2 separate regions of the Mus musculus genome follow, and region 1 is linked to region 2. Evidence: chromatin contacts called from public HiChIP or PLAC-seq data. All regions are on one chromosome and are shown on one strand. The core of a region is the stretch at or near the end of the contact, and the rest is flanking DNA. Distances in the headings are between cores, read along the strand shown. Region 1 has its middle 71 kb from the start of Gm14707. Region 2 holds the start of 4933407K13Rik (RIKEN cDNA 4933407K13 gene).

What was found. HiChIP or PLAC-seq counts read pairs in DNA pulled down with a chosen protein or histone mark.
Region 1: an H3K27ac HiChIP or PLAC-seq map of stem cell-derived epiblast-like cells shows a contact between it and region 2, with 7 times the contacts expected there. The contact joins the enhancer-like site here to the promoter of 4933407K13Rik in region 2. A contact is called at or near these places in 9 of 115 datasets of contacts at active chromatin or transcription factors (the NIH/3T3 cell line, embryonic stem cells, neural progenitor cells and 1 more) and 1 of 9 other capture datasets (embryonic stem cells).

The regions. Positions count from the first base shown.
Region 1 is chrX:76,172,820-76,177,854 of GRCm38.p6, reverse strand. It overlaps the pseudogene Gm14710. Among named protein-coding and RNA genes, the nearest start is that of Gm14707, 71 kb to the left of the region's middle. Within about 2 kb of position 2,829, at least 1 of the 459 cell types and tissues checked has an H3K27ac peak or open chromatin away from gene starts, as enhancers often do. A contact at or near this core is called in stem cell-derived epiblast-like cells, where this site is marked.
Region 2 is chrX:75,763,010-75,767,870 of GRCm38.p6, reverse strand. 4933407K13Rik (RIKEN cDNA 4933407K13 gene) reads left to right here and starts at 3,172. Exons shown (of 9, transcript NR_029443.1): 1 at 3,172-3,345.

The sequences.
Region 1 (5,035 bases), core at 1,580-4,079, 410 kb before region 2:
GGGCTCAGGGCTCCACCTTCCTGCTGTGTCAGGGTTGGCAGGGAGCCCAAGCTCCAGCTTGAATTAAAAGACCCTAATCAACTCCTTGGTGGTCTTTTGGAGTTCATGGACACTTCCTGGCACATCAGAAATGGACTCATAGACACATTTCTTCCAGATTACTCTAGTCCATATTCTGTTGTATTCAGTAAATGACAATGAAGAAAAACATTCTAATGGCCTACTGTTTACAGTGACCATGCACATATTGCTGGATGCTTCTTAACTATTAAAATGTTCCAAATCTAACCTCCTCCACCGCAAACAAGAAGGCTTAATAGTATTCTGCCATTCTAAGTAGTAATAGCAAAAAATTACTCTGGCACAAATGCATGTTTTCCTCTTAAAAATGAATAAAAGAGCAATTATCTAATTAGTGTCTGCAGGAAGGAAGACAAGGCTACCAAAGGGATTTAACTGTACCTGTGCTCTCAGAAATGACAAAAATGCTGAGATGAGAGAAGTGAGAACAAGTGAGTTAAAAGGGTTGAGAGGTCAAATCTTTTACATTCAGACTTCATTTTAGAGAACTTGAACTCAGGCAAACTAACAGGCTGGTGCATTAATTTCCAAGTTATCCTCCAACAAAACCCGAGTCTCCAGTCTCTAGGCTTACCCCCCAAAAGACCTGCATCTTCAGATTACACCCCCCAAAAAGACCAGTGTCTGTAGGTTATTACCCCAACACATTTGCACCCCCAGGTTACAAACACACCCCTGCCTAATGACCACCAATGGAGAGGGAAATAGGAACTAAGTTTACCAATTGATTTCTAGCACCAGCCAATTATGTTAAAGGCCATAGTAACTTTCCGATTAGATGCTTACTCACTCACCCCGAGCACTGTCTTTGTTTGCTGCTTACTATAAAGTCTTTCCCCAATAGATATTCAGGGCTCATTTCTCCATCAAAAACCATCCTGCATGTTGGTGGTGAATTTAGAGGCCCAGACTAGCTTGAATAGATTAAAGACCCTGCTATGGGTTGAATCAGATAGACTCTTGTCTAGTTTTTTTCTTTGTTTATGGGTTTGTTTGTTTGTTTTTGGCTAGGGGTGGGTGTGGGACATTACTAACACTCACCTGCCACTACATGGTCTTGTACTAGGCAGCCTTCTACAACTGAGCTATATTTCCAGCAAGAAAGCAGCTTCAAAACCACTCTAAACGTAATTAGCAAAAAAGAATTGCATCAATGTGGACTTTACATTTACACTGACACGGGCAAAGGAGTCCCTTGACAAGTATAAGGGTAGAAATATGCTATAAAGGTCAGTGTGGTGGTTTGAATGAGAATGGCCTCAGAAGGGTCATAGATTTGAATGTTTGCTCTGGATTTTGTGGGCTAGTTGGGAAGGATTAGAGGTATGTGGCCTTGTCAGAGGATGTGTGTCTACTACGAGTGGGCTTTGAGATTTCAAAAGGCCAGGGCATTTTCCCATCAGATCGTTTGTTCTTCCTCAGCTACTTCTACAACACAACATATGCATGGTACCTCTATGCTCCTGGCCCTGAGGGTCACAGACTTTACTACCCTCTGAAATTGTGAGTCTCAACTTTATTTTTTTTAAGATTTTATTTATTTATTATATGTAAGTGCACTGTAGCTGTCTTCAGACACCACAGAAGAGGGCATCAGATCTCATTATGGATGGTTGTGAGCCATCATGTGGTTGCTGGGATTTGAACTCAGGACCTTCGGAAGGGCAGTCAGTGCTCTTAACCGCTGAGCCATCTCTCCAGCCCAAGTCTCAACTTTAAATGATCTCTTTTATAAGTTGCTTTTGTCATGGGGGTCTCTTCACAGCAATAGAAATGTAATGAAGACAGCAAGATGGATATATTATGGCGACAAGTTCTACAGCAACGTAGTCACTTCTCAAAAATTCTATGGACTAGGATCTAGCTTCTCTCAAGGCCCCAGGATGAAGGAAGAGCAGTGCTGCCCTGGGCTCTTCTACATGTTTGCAGAACAAGTACAGGGAAGGCAGGAATAGTGCTTATTTCTATACCATGTTGTTTCTCAGCTGACAAACAGGCTGGAGTATGAGAGCCAGTGCAACTGCTCGGTGTGGCAAGTCCATGTCATTTCTTACTCCCTTTCTTCTACTTCTCCTCTTCTTCCTCCTCCAACGTGAGATGGGGACTCACTTGGTAGTACAGGCTAGCCAGGAACCTGGTACAGAACCACGAGTAGCCTGCAGCTTCCCATCTTCCTGAGTCTGTTTCCTAGGAGAATACATAGGTGTTCCATGGACTGGCTTCTCTTTTCAACAGGGTCAAAATACCATCTAGAAAGACGAGACTACTCTTGATGCTGGAAACAGGTAAGAGTGTTTGATTTGGTTTGGTGCTACCCACACTCCAGTGTAGTTTGCTTGACAGGCCAAGAAGCCTGAAAGCACTCACGAGGCAAAGAGTTTCACGGAAACTTAACCTCCTGGAACCAGGCATTCTCATATCCCATATACTCATACCCTTTCTCCGCATTAGTCTGGTGTATGGATCCACGTGCTCTCTTTTAGTATTATTTTATTATAAGTGCCTTTAAAGATCGAATTTTGACATAGCTAAGCCTCCCCCAGTGTTCCAATGTCAGAAAATCCTTGAAGCCAACAAACTTGGAATTCAGTAGGAATTCGGTAAGAAGATCATCTATTCAGTAACATTCAAATTTACTTCTAGTAGAGAGGGGGAAACTAATTAGGCATTACAAAGAACAGAGCTAGACTAGCTAGGGGCTGCTGGCCTGCAGAGTGTTTACTTGAGACAATAGCCAGTCTTACCCAGACAAGGGAATTCACAATGGCCTAGTGAATATGTGGGTTTACCATGAAAGAGTTAGGGAATCTCCCCGAGACAGGTTTCTTCACTAGGCCCAAAGAAACAGCATAATCTGGCATTTACTAAGAACCCCTGGTGGTGGGCTTAACAATAGACTAGCATTACACCTGGCACCATTCTTAGTGGCAGCTGCCTGGTCCCCACCTTCTTCTGATGTATACATTCCTAATGTTTTGTGTCACTGTAACTTGGCAGATGTATCTCGCCTGGTTTCTTGTTATTCTTCTGTATAAAAAGTTCGATGCTCGACTTGACAAATTACATTCAGATTCTACACAATCTCTTGTGTCGCATCTGTCTGTCATTCATTCGCTGACTCCTTGTCCACCTGTAACCAGAGACCCATTCTACACAGACAAGGGACCAAAAGGGTCTGCGGCAGTTTGGTTTTCACATAAATTCTCCATATATTATCTGGGCTGTCTGGAGATTCATGGGTCAAACAATTTTTCTTTCACAGCTTTTTGAGTAGCTGATACTATAGGCCTGCCAGAGCACCCTGTCTTAAACAGGTGACAATGCTGGGTACTCTTTTTCTTGCAATTCCTTTCACCTGAAAACTTCATTGTATTAGGAATAAAGAATAATTGTGACTTGGGTGTGAAGCTATGAGCCTGTAATCCAGCAACTCAAAAGGCTGAAGCAGGAGGATTACAAGCTCAAGCAAGTCTAAATTACATGATGAGAAACCCCCATGATAAGAAGAATGGATTGATTAAAGTCAAACCAAAACAGAGAAATATGAAGTGGGCAAAGTGCATGACAAATGACCACATATTTTCATTACCAATAAAGTGTCTGCTAGCTGCTAGCTGCTACTTTACTATGGTTTTGCTTCCCAAGAGTTTCCTTCCCAGTTAACTGACCCAAATAACTGCTGAGATCCTTTAAGCATCAAAGAGTTAAGCAGAGGAGAGCTCCCTTTTCCATTTCTTGCCTTTTTCAGTAAAATTTGCTTTTGACTGAGTACAGTGCTAATGAGGATACTTTCTCTGCTTCTGAGGTACTTTGATGTAAAAAGATAATGACTTTTCAGCCTGCACTTTTACTAGTGAATATAAAAACAGGATGGCTCTTTCAAATATGATATGACATTAAAATGGAGTCATTATCAGCAGCCACAGCAACAGAAGACCAAACTAACAAACACCACCAATGGTGCTTCTGGAGTTGCAGGGGTCTTGGTGTGTTTTATTATTAGTTAACATATATTTAACATTTACCAGCAACTAGTCACTGCACTAATAACTTTATTGAGTTTCTCACAGTTTCTCAGGAAGTAGGAATTGGACCCAGGACATTTGCCCTTACTAAGCAAGTGTTCTCTCACTGATCTATATTATCAAGCCCTACTTTACATTTAATCACAAGACAGAGTCTTACTAAGTTTCCCAGGCTGGTCAGTCCCTCTAAGTGCTGGACTCTAGGCATAGCTATGGTACCTAGTTATCAGATAGATAATTAATCTTGAAAACAATTCTCTGCAATGTATAAAATTATTACCCCCTATTTTATAAATGGGGAAATTAGGCTAGCAGAAGGTAAATATCATACTCAAGACCAAATAGCTAGTAAGTGCTAGAGTCCCAATCACTTTGCCATAGGACATAGGAGAAATGTTGGCTATAATGCTTTTGAGAAAGTGGCAATAATAGTAGTTGATGTTATTACTTTTAATGTTTTATTATATTCATTTATCCTGTGTGTGTGTGTTTCTGTGTGTGTCTGTGTTCTGTGTGTGTGTGTGCTACGGTGTATCTGGGTGTGTTTGTGTCTGGGTGAGTCTGTCTGTGAGAGTATGATTGTGAATATGGCATAAAATGTTTAACAAGGAAAATAGGCTGCAGGAACAGGAGGATCTGCACAGTGGTGAGAAGGGAGTAAGTGACTGGAAGCACTAAGAATTAAGAATACACTTAGACCCAGACCTGGAAACAGGAAGACACAGAAAGAGTGAAAGAAATGAGGAGAGGTTGCAGGGCATGATAGCACATGACGTGAGTCTCAGCACTGGTGAGGCAGAGACAAGTGCATATTTGTGGATGTGAGCCCAGACTGAGCTGTCACACAGATAGACCCTGTCTCCTAAAAACAAACAAACAAACAAACAAACAAACAAACAAAGTTTTTTAAAAATAGTAGTATAGAGGAT
Region 2 (4,861 bases), core at 1,923-4,422:
CTCTCTTCTGTCAAGTGCATTGTAAACATTCCTACCTATATTTTGCTTAAGTCTGGGGAGGGTGGCACAGTCTTACAAGGTCAAGCTTGAGGGAGAAGGATTTTTTACGTTCAACCAGCTTAGGCTACACTGTAAGACCTTGTATCCCAAACAACAAAATGAAGACACCATACAGACTAAGCATTTTGAATAAACACTCATCAGGCAAAGGACATGTAGGCTGCTTCACACTTTGGGTCGCATCAATAAAGATTTCAAGAATGCTCGTGGAAGGAGGTTTTAGTAAAGTGGGCTGCTTTCAACCAAATGGAAGAGGGACTATTTGAGTGGAGGTAGGAGACAACACGTTTAAAAGGGGATGTCAGCTCAAGCTGTACTACAGAGCAATTGTGATAAAAAACTGTATGGTACTGGTACAGCGACAGACAGGTAGATCAATGGAATAGAACTGAAGACCCAAAAATGAACCCACACACCTATGGCCACTTGATCTTTGACAAGGGAGCTAAAACCATCCAGTGGAAGAAAGACAGCATTTTCAACTAATGGTGCTGGCACAACTGGTGGTTATCATGTAGAAGAATACGAATTGATCCATTCTTATCTCCTTGTACAAAACTCAAGTCTAAGTGGATCAAAGACCTCCACATAAAACCAGAGACAGTGAAATTTATAGAGGAGGAAGTGCGGAAAAGCATCGAAGATATGGGCACTGGGGAAAAATTCCTAAACAGAACAGCAATGTCTTGTGCTGTAAAATCAAGAATTGACAAATGGGACCTCATGAAATTGCAAAGCTTCTGTAAGGCAAAAGACACCGTCAATAAGACAAATAGGCCACCAACAGATTAGGAAAGAATTTTTACTAATCCTAAATCTGATAGGGGACTAATATCCAATATATACAAAGAGTTCAAGAAGCTGTACTCCAAAAATTCAAATAACCCCATTAAAAATGGGGTACAGAGATAAACAAATAATTCTAAAGTGAGGAATACCAAAGGGCTGAGAAGCACCTGAAAAACTGTTCAACATCCTTAATCATCAGGGAAATGCAAATCAAAACAACCTTGAGATTTAACCTCACACCAGTCAAAATGGCTAAGAAGAAAAATTCAGGTGACAGCAGATGCTGGCGAGGATGTGGAGAAAGAGGAACACTCCTCCATTGCTGGTGGGATTGCAAGCTTGTACAACCACTCTGGAAATCAGTCTGGCGGTTCCTCAGAAAATTGGACATAGTACTACCGGAATATCCAGCAATACCTCTTCTGGTCATATATCCAGAAGACGTCCCAACCGGTAAGAAGGACACATGCTCCACTATGTTCATAGCAGCCTTATTTATAATAGCCAGAAACTGGAAAGAACCCAGATGCCCCTCAACAGAGGAATGGATACAGAAATCAAGAAGAATGAAGACCAAAGTGTGGATACTTCATTCTTTCTTAGAATAGGGAACAAAACACCCATGGAAGGAGTTACAGAGACAAAGTTTGGAGCTAAGACGAAGGGATGGACCATCCAGAGACTACTCCACTCAGGGATCCAACCCATAATCAGCCACCAAACCCAGACACTATTGCATATGCCAGCAAGAATTTGCTGAAAGGACCCTGATATAGCTGTCTCGGGTGAGGCTATGCCAGTGCCTGGCAAATATAGAAGTGGATGCTCACAGTCATCTATTGGATGGAACACAGGGCCCCCAATGGAGGAGCTAGAGAAAGTACCCAAGGAGCTGAAGGGGTCTGCAACCCTATAGGTGGAACAACAATATGAACTAACCACTATCCCCCCAGAGCTCGTGTCTCTAGATGCATATGAAGCAGAAAATGGCCTAGTTGGCCATCATTGGGAAGAGAGGTCCCTTGGTCTTGCAAACTTTATATGACTCAGTACAGGGGAATGCCAGGGCCAAGAAGTAGGAGTGGGTGGGTAGGGTAGCAGGGCGGGCGGGGGAGGGTATAGGGAACTTTCAGGATAGCATTTGAAATGTGAATAAAGAAAATATCTAATAAAAAAGTGGTGTCAGGGGTGTGGGAAAGGGATGAATGAAGTAAATGGCACACACCTTATGAAAGTGTTGAGATGGAGGCCATTATTTTGTCTGATAATTTAAAAAATGTAACAAGAACAGTGCACGCACACACACACACACACACACACACACACACACACACTATCTGTTTTGATTTTCTTGGCTGCAAAGTAGAATGTGATGCTATGAAAACAGGAGGGAAATGGGAGGGTAGACTTAAGTACTTAGGTGGGGAGGGTTATGGGAGGGTAAAGTGTAGGTCAGGATAACCAAAAGGGATAAATAATAAGATGGATGTTTGAAAAAGCCATAATCACACCTATTATTTATAAGCTTTCTTAAATCAATCAATCTATCCATCCATCCATCCAACCATCTACCTACCTATATCCACAGGTGGTGACACACTTTTTAATCTTGGGCCTCAGGATGCAAATTCATGTGGGATCTATGTTAGCTCAAGGCCTTCTAGTCTACAGAGGGAGTTTGAGGATAGCCAAAGTAGCACAGAGAAACCCTGTCTTACTAATAAATTTAAAAAAAAAAATCCGGTGCCAAGTGTCTGAAACTTCCCTGTGAGTTTTGTAGTTTTATGGTCCAAGAGATTTCCCCAAACAATTCAGGGGTATTGCCATCAGTCTGGTTGCCTGCTAGAGCTTGGGGATATGACCCTAGTACTGGGCTGGAGAAACGATTCAGCAGTTAAGAGGTCCCACTGCTCTTCCAGAGGGCCCAGATACAATTCCCAGCATTTACATAGCAGCTCACGTCCATCTGTTTCTACAACTCCAGTTCCAAAAGGTTTAGTGCCTTCCCTCTCCGATCCTATTCTGGACATTTCAGGCACTAGGAATACATGTGGTACACAGACATGCAGGCAAAACATCCACAATGGCCTGGTGGCACAGAACTCTAATGCTTATTAAACCATATTTAAGCTGATTTTTTTCTGTAAATACTTTTGAGAATCTTGGATGGCTTTTTTTTCCGGTCATACGATTCCTTCAGTACTTAATGGATCCAAACAGCATCGCAGCGACTAGATAAAAGAGCTGTTCCCAGATCCCTGCCGCTTTCCCAGACCCATTGCTCCTCCTCTTTGAGACACCGGGGCGGATCTACGTAGTCTCATATCCGCAGGGCGGAGCGAGCACTCAGTAAGAAAGGATAGCTTTTCTCCCTTTTCTGCTTCGCTCCCAACTAAGAATGCAGAGTCAGGGAGATGGCGCAGAGACAATGCTGCTGTCCATTGAAGCCCTCCAAAGGTCGGAGATTCGATCACAGGACAGCCTGGCCTGGACCAAGTAAGTTTATCCCTACTCTCTGACTCCTTCTGAGATGCGGAAGGAGTTGGTGGATAGAGCGGTCTTTGTGCATCTCCTCTCCCCTCTGAGTGTGTAACCCTGAGCTGGGAGCCTTGGGCTTTAGAGCGCGCAGGGATCCCTCTGGGCAGAGGAGGGAACACCACGTGACTTGGCCTTGTTGGTGAGTTTAGGGATAGTGAGTTTTGTGCTCTGGGCAGCATCTGGAGAGCCTTGGTGGAAGAGCCTCATGGGGGACTCGGAAGCAGTTCCCTAGAACAGAATGCTGAGAAAGCTGAGAGGTTTCAGGGACCTTCACCCTAACCCACCGCTAGGGAGGTGCAGGTACTGGGGTGGTTTGAACTGTATAATTGTTAAAGCATGGGCTGCCCTGTGGGTGGCTGCTTCGACTCCCCAAACTTAACCACTAAGAACTTTTACTATTAGGGATGTTTTAAACAGACAGACAAGTAGACAGACAGACGGACCCTACAAACAGAAGCAGCAAAACCCTCTGCATTTGTGAGTGTGCATTGGCAAGTTCTCACAAAATAATCAGGGCCATTCTTTCTGTTTTTCGTTTTCTTTTTCTAGTTTTGTTTTTGTTTTTTTTTTTTTTTTCCCCGAGGCATGGTGGTCTCTGTGTGTAGTTCTGGCTGTCCTGGAACGCACTCTGTAGACCAAGCTGGACTCAAACGCATGGAGATGCCACTGCACTCTGCCTCCCAAGTGCTGGAACTAAAGGCGTGGGCCGCCACTGCCTGGTGCCCATGTACATCTTCATTGCTCTAGACTCTAGACTTGTGGACCTGGGCAGGTAGGAAATTATGGTTCTGCTGATTATTGCAGCACTGATTGTAGATACCGAAGCCTTGCACATACACGGAAAGCCACTCTGCTGCAGAATTGTATGCTCCTTGTAATAGTAAAGGAATAATTAAACTTGGAAATTAAAAAAAAAAGAAATGATTTGAGATACTAAGGTCTATAATAATACACAATGTGCCTAAGTCGAGCAAGTCCTATTTTAAAAGTAGGTCAGATGCTATGTATTTATAGGAATGTCTGCATTTGTGTGAAAGTGTATACAAGATACTTGTATTTCTTGTTATTCATACCAAAGGAGAAGTAATGAAGTGATAGATATAGTTCCTATTTACCACAATAACTACTATATTCAAATACAGTACTTTTTTTGCTGAGTTTTAAATCATATGTAGGAAAATGTAAGCTTCCTCTAGAGTCTAGAACGCTAAAGAAATGACCTGGTACCCAAAAAAAAAAAACCAAAACGTGTTCCCTCTCCATTTATTTGTTTCTCATACTGACACAGTTTATAAAGGTGTATTCAGTGAACCAGACATAAAGCCATGGATTTTGCATAGCCATTGCTATGTGTGGTGGATTTCATTCCCATGAAGCTTTAGGACCTTGCTAACTCTTTAGGTTTTTGTTGTTGTTTTCCCAAAGTAAGTGTCTTACACCCAATACCCTGCATCCTTCATCTACAAGATACTGA